Regions from separate parts of the Sus scrofa genome. Here region 2 is linked to region 1. The links are chromatin contacts, called in public Hi-C maps. All regions are on one chromosome and are shown on one strand. Each heading gives the region's core, a stretch centred on a gene start, on an enhancer-like site or on the middle of the called end of the contact. The rest is flanking DNA. Distances are from core to core; before and after follow the strand shown. Region 1 has its middle 53 kb from the start of BLM. Region 2 holds the start of FES (tyrosine-protein kinase Fes/Fps).

Region 1 (3,693 bases), core at 130-2,629:
TATTGATTAAAGGGTCAATCCATCAAGAAGATCTAAAATGCTAAATATGCATCATTTATTTTCTAGGGCTGCCATAGCAATATACCCTCAACTGAGTGGCTTAAACAACAGAAATTTATTTTTTTCACAGTCTGGAGGCTGAGTATATGATATCTTGGTCCTGGCAAGGTTGTAAAAGAAATCTAGAAAAGCCCCAAGTATTTGGAAATTAAACAACACACTACTAAACATTTTATGAGTCAAAGAAAACCACAAGGGAAATTTTAAAATATCTTGAACTGAAAGATAATGATAACACAACATAGCAAAATATGTGGGGTGTGGGTAAAGCTATGTCTAGAGGGAAATTTGTATCTTTAAATGCATATATTGTAGAAGAAGAAAAGTTTTGATCAATAATTAACTTTCGACCTCAAGTAGCTAGAAAAAGAAGAAATTTAAATCCAAAGTAACAGGTACACAACGTTGTAAATCAACTACACTTTAATATAAACTTCTTTTAAATCTAAAGTAACAGAAAGAAAGCGAATTAGTAAAACAGGAGCAAAAACCAGTGAAAGAGAAAACCAACAAAAAACAGAGAAAGCCAAAAGTTGGTTCTTTGAAAACATTAATAAAATTGATAAACTCTGGCAAGACTTAGCAAGAAAGAGAAAGGGAAGGAAAATAAAAGTGGGACCAGGGTAAAGCCTATACTGTGGTTCCTTACACTGTTTTTTACAGGTTTTCTGTATGTTTGAAATTACATCAAAATAAAAATTTACACAAAGTGGGTGAAATGTGCAAACTGATAATATTGAACGATTCAGATGTTGGTCAAGAGAGATTGTCTTTTTCTTCTGAAACGAAGACAGAGGTCGGGAAGGTGGAGGAAGGAATAAAAGTTATGGTTGAAGAAATGGGAGGGCTGAGTCCTTAGATGCATCACTGCGATGCCCTGAACCAGCTGGGCTTTGGGGCACAGCCGCTCTAACCTAGGTGCCCATAGAGGCTGTGCAGTCTTTGTCTTACGCAGTTTTCTGAGCTGCAGCAGGTTCCCACGCCAGTTTGCGCTCTCTCCTTGACGTTTCTTGCACTCAACACTTAAACTCCCCTTGCAGCTTTAACCTAAACACTATTGTGAAGCCAAGTTTTTTCGGCAGGGTTATGGGGAAGAGGATTTAGTTTTGCAGGGGGAGAAGACAAGCGTTTAAATTTAGTCGTGGATAAAAGCAAATCTCATGTTGCATCTGAATCAGAAACGAGGCAGTCACTTCTTTATTCTAAAAGCCAACAGCTGCTCTGAGACAAGCAGATTGAACCACTTCCTCTCTGCACAGAAATTCTCCGAGCATGCACACACACACACACATTTATATACACATATGGTTAGAAGAACAAAGAAAAGGAGCACAGGAAAAAATAATTCATTGATGATGTCATTCGCAACTTCAGTGCACAGTTATGTTTCATATTACAATTTCCTGCAAAAATCACGTTCAATCCAGGCAATTCTCTCAAGCCAGGAGGTTAAGGATTACATTCAGATAAGCACTAACCACAAATTAAGGCAGACTAGCTTTTTTTTTGTTTATTTGTTTTGCTTTTTAGGGCCACATTTGCAGCATATGGAAGTTCCCAGGCTAGGGGTCTAATTGGAGCTGCAGGTCTACACAACAGCCACAGCAACACAGAATCCCCAACACACAGTGAGGCCAGGGATCGAACCACCCGCATCCTCATGGGACGCCAGTCGGGTTTGCTACTGCTGAGCCACGACAGGAGAGATGCTATTTTTTAAGGGAGAGATGCTATTTATTTTCTAGGTTGTTTGTTTTTGGCCATGCCCCAAGTGTGCAGAAGTTCCCAGAGCCACAGCAGTGACAAAGCTGGGTCCCTAACCCACTGAGCCACCAGGGAACTCCCTTCTTTTAGGTTTTTATTATGCAAAATTTTAAACATACACAGAAGAATAGTGTATTCATACCCATCGCCCAGTCAACAATCAAATTACACTGAGTTGCAAGAAATCATAAAAGAGGAGGTCTGCAGTTTGGGATACAGAGCAGGGCATGGTTAAATTTAGCTTTATGGGAGCTCACTCCAACTTGATTAATCAGCTAATCAAAGCTCTTTGTTAATTTGAGTTTCCTTATCCTCATAAAGAAAGGGGAGTTCCTGTCATGGCTCAGTGGTTAGTGAATCCGACTAGGAACCATGAGGTTTCGGTTTGATCCCTGACCACGCTCAGTGGGTTAAGGATCTGGTGTTGCCGTGAGCTGTGGTGTAAGTCGCAGACTTGGCTCAGATCCTGCGTTGCTGTGGCTGTGGCGTAGGCCGGCAGCTACAGCTCCGATTCGACCCCTAGCCTGGGAACCTCCGTGTGCCATGGGTGCGGCCCTAAAAAGACAAAAAAAAAAAAAAAGATTAAAAAATATAATAATAAAGGTTTTCCAGGACTCACCAGCGGCACCATGTTTCTGTAGTCTTGGTCGAATGCTCATGCTCTGTTAAGATTCTTTGTCTTAGTCGACCCCTTGTTAATCAAGGACGAGAAAAATGACAATGTTGTATTATATTTCCATGTTTCTTTCAACAAAAGCGAGACAACGTTTTCTAATTACAGTCCACTGTGTTTGAGATGGTGGCAGGACATCTGCGTGGAGAGGATCATTGGGCGAGTGGCACTAGAAACCTGGCTCACGGAGAGTGTGCAGAGGCTGGAGATCTGTTAGGGGTGGTAGTCTGTAAAACCGGGAGACAGAGTCAGGGAGGAAGGGTGGGGGAAGTTCCTGTCGTGGCTCAGCGGTAATGAGCCCGACTAGTATCCACGAGGACTAGGGTCGGATCCCTGGCCTTGCCCAGTGGGTTAAGGATCTGGGCATTACCGAAAGCTGTGGTGTGGGTTGCAGATGTGGCTCGGATCTGGCGTGGCTGTGGCTGCCAGCTGCCAGTGGTGTAGAATGGGAGCTATAGCTCCGATTGGACCCCTACTGGGAACGTCCATATGCTGTGGGTGCAGCCCAAAAAAAGAAAAAAGAAAAAGGAAGAAGGGTGGGGACGAGAGTTAGGCCCAGGTAGAACTCTGTGGAACCTCCAATTTAGATTTCGATTACAGGAGGGACAGGCAGGAGTAGGCCATGAAGCACAGAGCCCTGGGAGGAAGGGGGAAAAAGGGTTAACCAGATGAGAGGGCCAGAGGGTGCTGAAGGCCCACAGAATGAAAAAGCGGGGGGGGGGGTTGCGCGGGGGGCACAGGGGGCACAGTGCTGAGACTATGGGCCAGGATAACAATCTCCTGTGCCTCTCACCCCCTCCTTCCACCCCCTGCCTGTCTCCTCCACCTCTGGAACCCCTGTCTCCCGGGGGAAACACTGCTCTTACTCCTTTCCCCTTGATTGATTGATTGATTGATTGGTCTTTTTGTCTTTTTAGGGCGGCACCTGTGGCATATGGAAGCTCCCAGGCTAGGGGTTTAATTGGAGCTACTGCTGCTGGCCTACACCACAGCCACAGCAATGCCGGTTCCTTAACCCACTGAGTGAGGCCAGGGATCGAACCTGCAACCTCATGGTTCCTAGTCAGATTCATTAATCACTGCGCCACGACGGGAAAGCCTTTATTTATTTATTTATTTACTTACTTACTTACTTTTGTCTTTTCCCTACCCCTTCCCTTATCACCCCCTCCTCCCCCTCCCTCCTGGACTAGCCA
Region 2 (4,083 bases), core at 325-2,824, 180 kb before region 1:
GGCAGGAAGGGGGTGAGGGGCCCAGGGCATTGTGGAGTCCCACCTGACTGATGGGGCTGTGGAAACCAGTGCTCCGGCTCTGGGCACCACTGTCCTGTAGTGACATGTGGTGCAACAGCCCGGCATACTCCCTGTCGCTCTTGACTCGCTGGGCCATCCACTTTCTCATGCCCTCCAGCAACCGAAGCTCGGCCTCCTGCATCTGCTGCAGGGCCCCATGGCCCTGGGGGCTGCATAGCTCCGAAGAGAAGCCCATAGTGTGGTCCTGGGGACAGAGAGGAGAAGCCACCAGTGGGGGCAGGGCAGGAGCTGGAGACAGACAGAGGTGTGGGACAGAGACCCTAGGGGCTGCCTGACTAAGAGGGGCTGCAGACAGGCGGGTGGTGGGGGTCTGTCCCACTGAAATGCAGCCATAGGTACAAACTTTGGCCTGGCCTGGGAAAGCCCTCATTGCTTCCTGCATCCTAGGCCGAGGACTAGTGCCAGGGGTCCTCTTTCCAGTCCTGGGGCAGAAACCTCCTGGATCTTGCCTCCCTGGGCCCTCCCACCCAGCACCCAGCTGCAGGGGCGCGGCACGATCAGGGCCCTCGGTCCCTCGGCCCCTCGGCCGGGCCAAGCCTGCCCCTTCTGGCGCCCCAGGCAGCCGCAGCCCAAGCCCCTACCCTTCCCCGGCCCCTGCCCAACTGTGTCTGCTCTCTGATCGCCGCCGCTGGCAGGGCTCCTGCCTGCTTCCCACTCCCCCCCACCCACCGACACCCTCCCCTGGGGGCAGGAGTTACCCGCGTGGGCAGCTAGCTGCTCCTAGGGCCGCCGAGGACCAACTCAGACTCAGGCCCCCGCACCACTCCGGCCAGTTCCTGATTCCGCGCTTCCTCCTCCTGCGGTTTCAGTTGGCCCAGGCCCCGGGGCGGGCCGGCGGAGGGGAAGGGGCGGGCAGGAGCCCCTGACGCCTGTCCGCCCCCCCGCTGCCCAGTGCAGGCCGCTCAGCCAGCCACACGGCTCACAAGGCTCGCGGAAACGGAAGGGAGGAGGGGGCTGAGAAAGAATGGGCCAGAAGAGAGCAGCCTGGCCGGGCACTCCCCAGGTCCCGGACAGCGCCCAGGAACTGGGGGAAGCGGCCCGCGGGTGCAGTAATGGGCGCCTGCCCAGGGCGGAGCAGCAGGCTTGCACTGGGTGGGAGAGCCTGCGGGTCCAGAGCCTGGGGGCAGGCGGGCCACCCCAGCAGCAGCCCCAGAAGAGGAAGGGGGAAGCCTGGTGCAGGCCCTCCCCTCCCCACTGGATTCCCCAAGGCGAGCTCAGGCACCAGTCTCCATTTGAATAAAATCTCCAAGTAAATGTCTAGAGGGGAGGCCAGCTTCTCCCACACAGGTCCCCTGGTGGAACAGGCACCGCTCACCTAGCCAGGGCTGGGGCTTCCTGTTTCAAGGGAAACCTGGGGCAGGCAAGGGGTCTGGGCCAGGGAGTGGGACTCAACTTCTCTCCCTGCTGGACTCAAGGCCTGTGCGGGTGGAAATGCTCAGCCAGTCCCACCTCCAGGACTTGTGCCCGGCTGCAGTCCCCTTCTACACCCTGCCCGAAGGAGGCCCTGAAGCCCTCTGGGCGATGGACCGTGGGCAGGAAGGTCACAAGGGCATGTAGGTTGCCCCGATCCCCACCCCCACCCCCACCCCATCCTGGAGGCAGCCCCAGGGCCCAGAGAAGAACAATTATCACCACACTGGAGACCAGGCCTGGTTTGCATAGTCTGCAAGTTTAATCACTTTAAAACCTAACATTATTTCGAGTCCGTTAAATAGAACCAACAATGCTGGGCCTGTTTAAATTACAAGAGAAAAAAAAAAAATCACTGTGCACCAACCCAGTATCTTACAAAACCAGCTGGGCTGGCCACAAGGGTGGGGGTGGAAGAGGAGGGGGCACCCCTGGGCAGGTGGCTGGGTGGGGGGGGTGCTGGGGGAGAGAGAAAAAGGGGCTCCCAAATGGGAGCGGACTGATTGTCCTAATGGGAGGGGTGCAAAAGGCACGTCAGAAGAGGGGGACCTGGGGGGCCGGACAGGTCAGCGCTTCCTCCACCAGGGCACAGTGTTGGAAGGGGCTTGGTGCCACCACCTGCCCACCCCTGGCACTTGGAGAACCAGTGACCCGTGAGCCCTTGGCACGACCAGCCCCATCTGAGATGGACAGCCTGCCCGCCCACCCCAATCCTCCTTTCCTAGGGCCCGTCTGGCCTGGCCTCCTCTTCAGGATTTGGGGCTCAGCTATTCCTCGGCAACAGGCCGTAGCCCCCCACACCTCAGGGCCCGCGCAGCCGGCGGGGGGGAACAGCAGGGTGGACAGTGGGTGTGGGAGAGTGGATGGTCCAGCTGCTACCCCCGTTAAAAATACCAAAAAAAAAAAACAAAAAAAACAAAAACAAGTCAGCATCTAAAGTGAAATAATCACAAAGTGAAAATATAACCTCAAACAGCCCCTGAGATCCCCACAGGGGAAAGCAGCATCGGGTGGGAGGTGGGACAGGCCGGTTGGGCCACCGTCCCTCCCCACCACCCACCCAGGGGCTCTGGGACTGCGAGTGCCAACAGCCCAGGTGGCCCCGGGCTCAGAAAACAGGGACTTGGGCCCTGGCGGGAGGGAAGGGTGCTGGAGAGGGGAGGGTGGTAGGGGCACCAGCGTGGGGCTGGGCCAACCTTGCTTGGCAGGCAGCCAGCGCAGTAGACGGGGGCAAAGGGACAAACGCGCGTGGACCCACGTGCGCGCCCCGGAGGTGCCTGCCTGGCCTTGGTCCCTTCCTTTGCTCACTGCTTCCACCCGAGGCTCACCAGAGGTGGGGGGCGGGGTAGCGGATGCAAAAGCCCTTGGAGAGGTGGCCTCCTCCTTCAAATACCCACTAGGCCAGCCTCCCTGCTGCCTGGATGGGAACCATTATTGCTTTAGAGGGACGGGGAAGGGCCACCCCCCCACCCCCTTCGCTTGGCAGGGAGCTCTGGCTGGGGCCCGGACCCTGGAAAGCTGCCCTAAAGGTTTCACTCTGTTCTCCACTCGGAGGGGCTCTGGGGGTGGGGAGAGGCCCCCTCCCCCTGCCCCCCACACCCTGGCTGGTCCTGGAGTCCCACCTCAGGCAGCCAGGGGGTCCAGGGGGAGGCTGGGAAGCCCTCTCCGCCCCTCTCGCCTCCCAGCTGGGATCCAAGCCCAGTCTCGAGATAAAAAAACACTTTGGTGAAGTAACAAGTGCCCGAGGAGGGGCGGGCTCGGGGAGCGGCAGGCGCTGTCAAAGGGCGCTCTGGTCTTTGATAAAGGCGGTCCTCTCGCCCCGGCCCTCGTCCTCTTCGGAGTCGGATGGACACTCCTCCTGCCAGGCTTCAGGGGGCAGCCCCTTGTAGGAGATGAGGCCACGGTCCATGGTGTACACCTTCACCCCCCGGAAGCTGAAGCCCGAGCGCAGCTGCAGGACCAGGAAGACAGTGACGAAGACCAGCACGATGAGGGCGCAGATGAGGCCGGCCACCACCTCGGGCAGGTGTGAGGGCAGCTGCCCCGCCCGCACCCGAGGTTCTGCCTCCTCCTCCTGTGGGGAGGGCGGGGGCGGCCGGGGCAGCTGCTGCGGTGGGGACTCGCGGCTGCTCTGGCTTTGCCGGGAGCACGTCTGCTCCACGGGGTCCAGGGATGCGTGGCTGGGGCAGGTGAGGCAGTCCGTGGGGGCTGGCCCCTGGCACGTGGCACACGAGGCATGGCAGGGGACACAGACGCTGGCCCGGATGATCTCCACGTCGTTCTCAGTGTTATAGTGTGTGTCGAGGACTTGGGGAGCGAAGCCGGGAGGGCAGTGCTGGACACAGGTCTTCTGGTGCAGGGAGAAGCCCTCCTCGCACACTGCCGGCACCGAGAGAAGGCGGGTGTCGGAAAAGCCGCCCACGGCCATGGCTCTGAGCCCCAGAACCATGGCAGCCTGCGGACCCCCCGCCCCAAAAACAGCCACCACCGTCCCCAGAGGCTCTCAGCCTCAGAGCTGTGGTCATGCCAGGGGCCCCCAGGGTCTCTGCACAGCCTGTTCCTCCTTTAGGACAGGCCCCCTCCGTACCCCAG

What was found. A called contact is a pair of places that touch in the nucleus more often than the background predicts.
Region 2: a Hi-C map of retroperitoneal adipose tissue shows a contact between it and region 1, with 2.3 times the contacts expected there. The contact joins the promoter of FES here to the enhancer-like site in region 1. A contact is called at or near these places in 9 of 47 Hi-C or Micro-C datasets (alveolar macrophages, blood, embryonic fibroblasts and 3 more) and 1 of 2 datasets of contacts at active chromatin or transcription factors (alveolar macrophages).

What each region holds. Positions count from the first base shown.
Region 1 is chr7:53,289,042-53,292,734 of Sscrofa11.1, reverse strand. No RefSeq gene overlaps it. Among named protein-coding and RNA genes, the nearest start is that of BLM, 53 kb to the left of the region's middle. Within about 2 kb of position 1,379, at least 9 of the 83 cell types and tissues checked have an H3K27ac peak or open chromatin away from gene starts, as enhancers often do. A contact at or near this core is called in retroperitoneal adipose tissue, where this site is marked.
Region 2 is chr7:53,470,438-53,474,520 of Sscrofa11.1, reverse strand. FES (tyrosine-protein kinase Fes/Fps) reads right to left here and starts at 1,574. Exons shown (of 19, transcript XM_001929355.4): 1 at 780-1,574; 2 at 44-265. The coding sequence starts at 256. It overlaps FURIN (furin), which reads right to left. Exons shown (of 15, transcript XM_021098916.1): 15 at 1,730-3,870. The coding sequence ends at 3,269.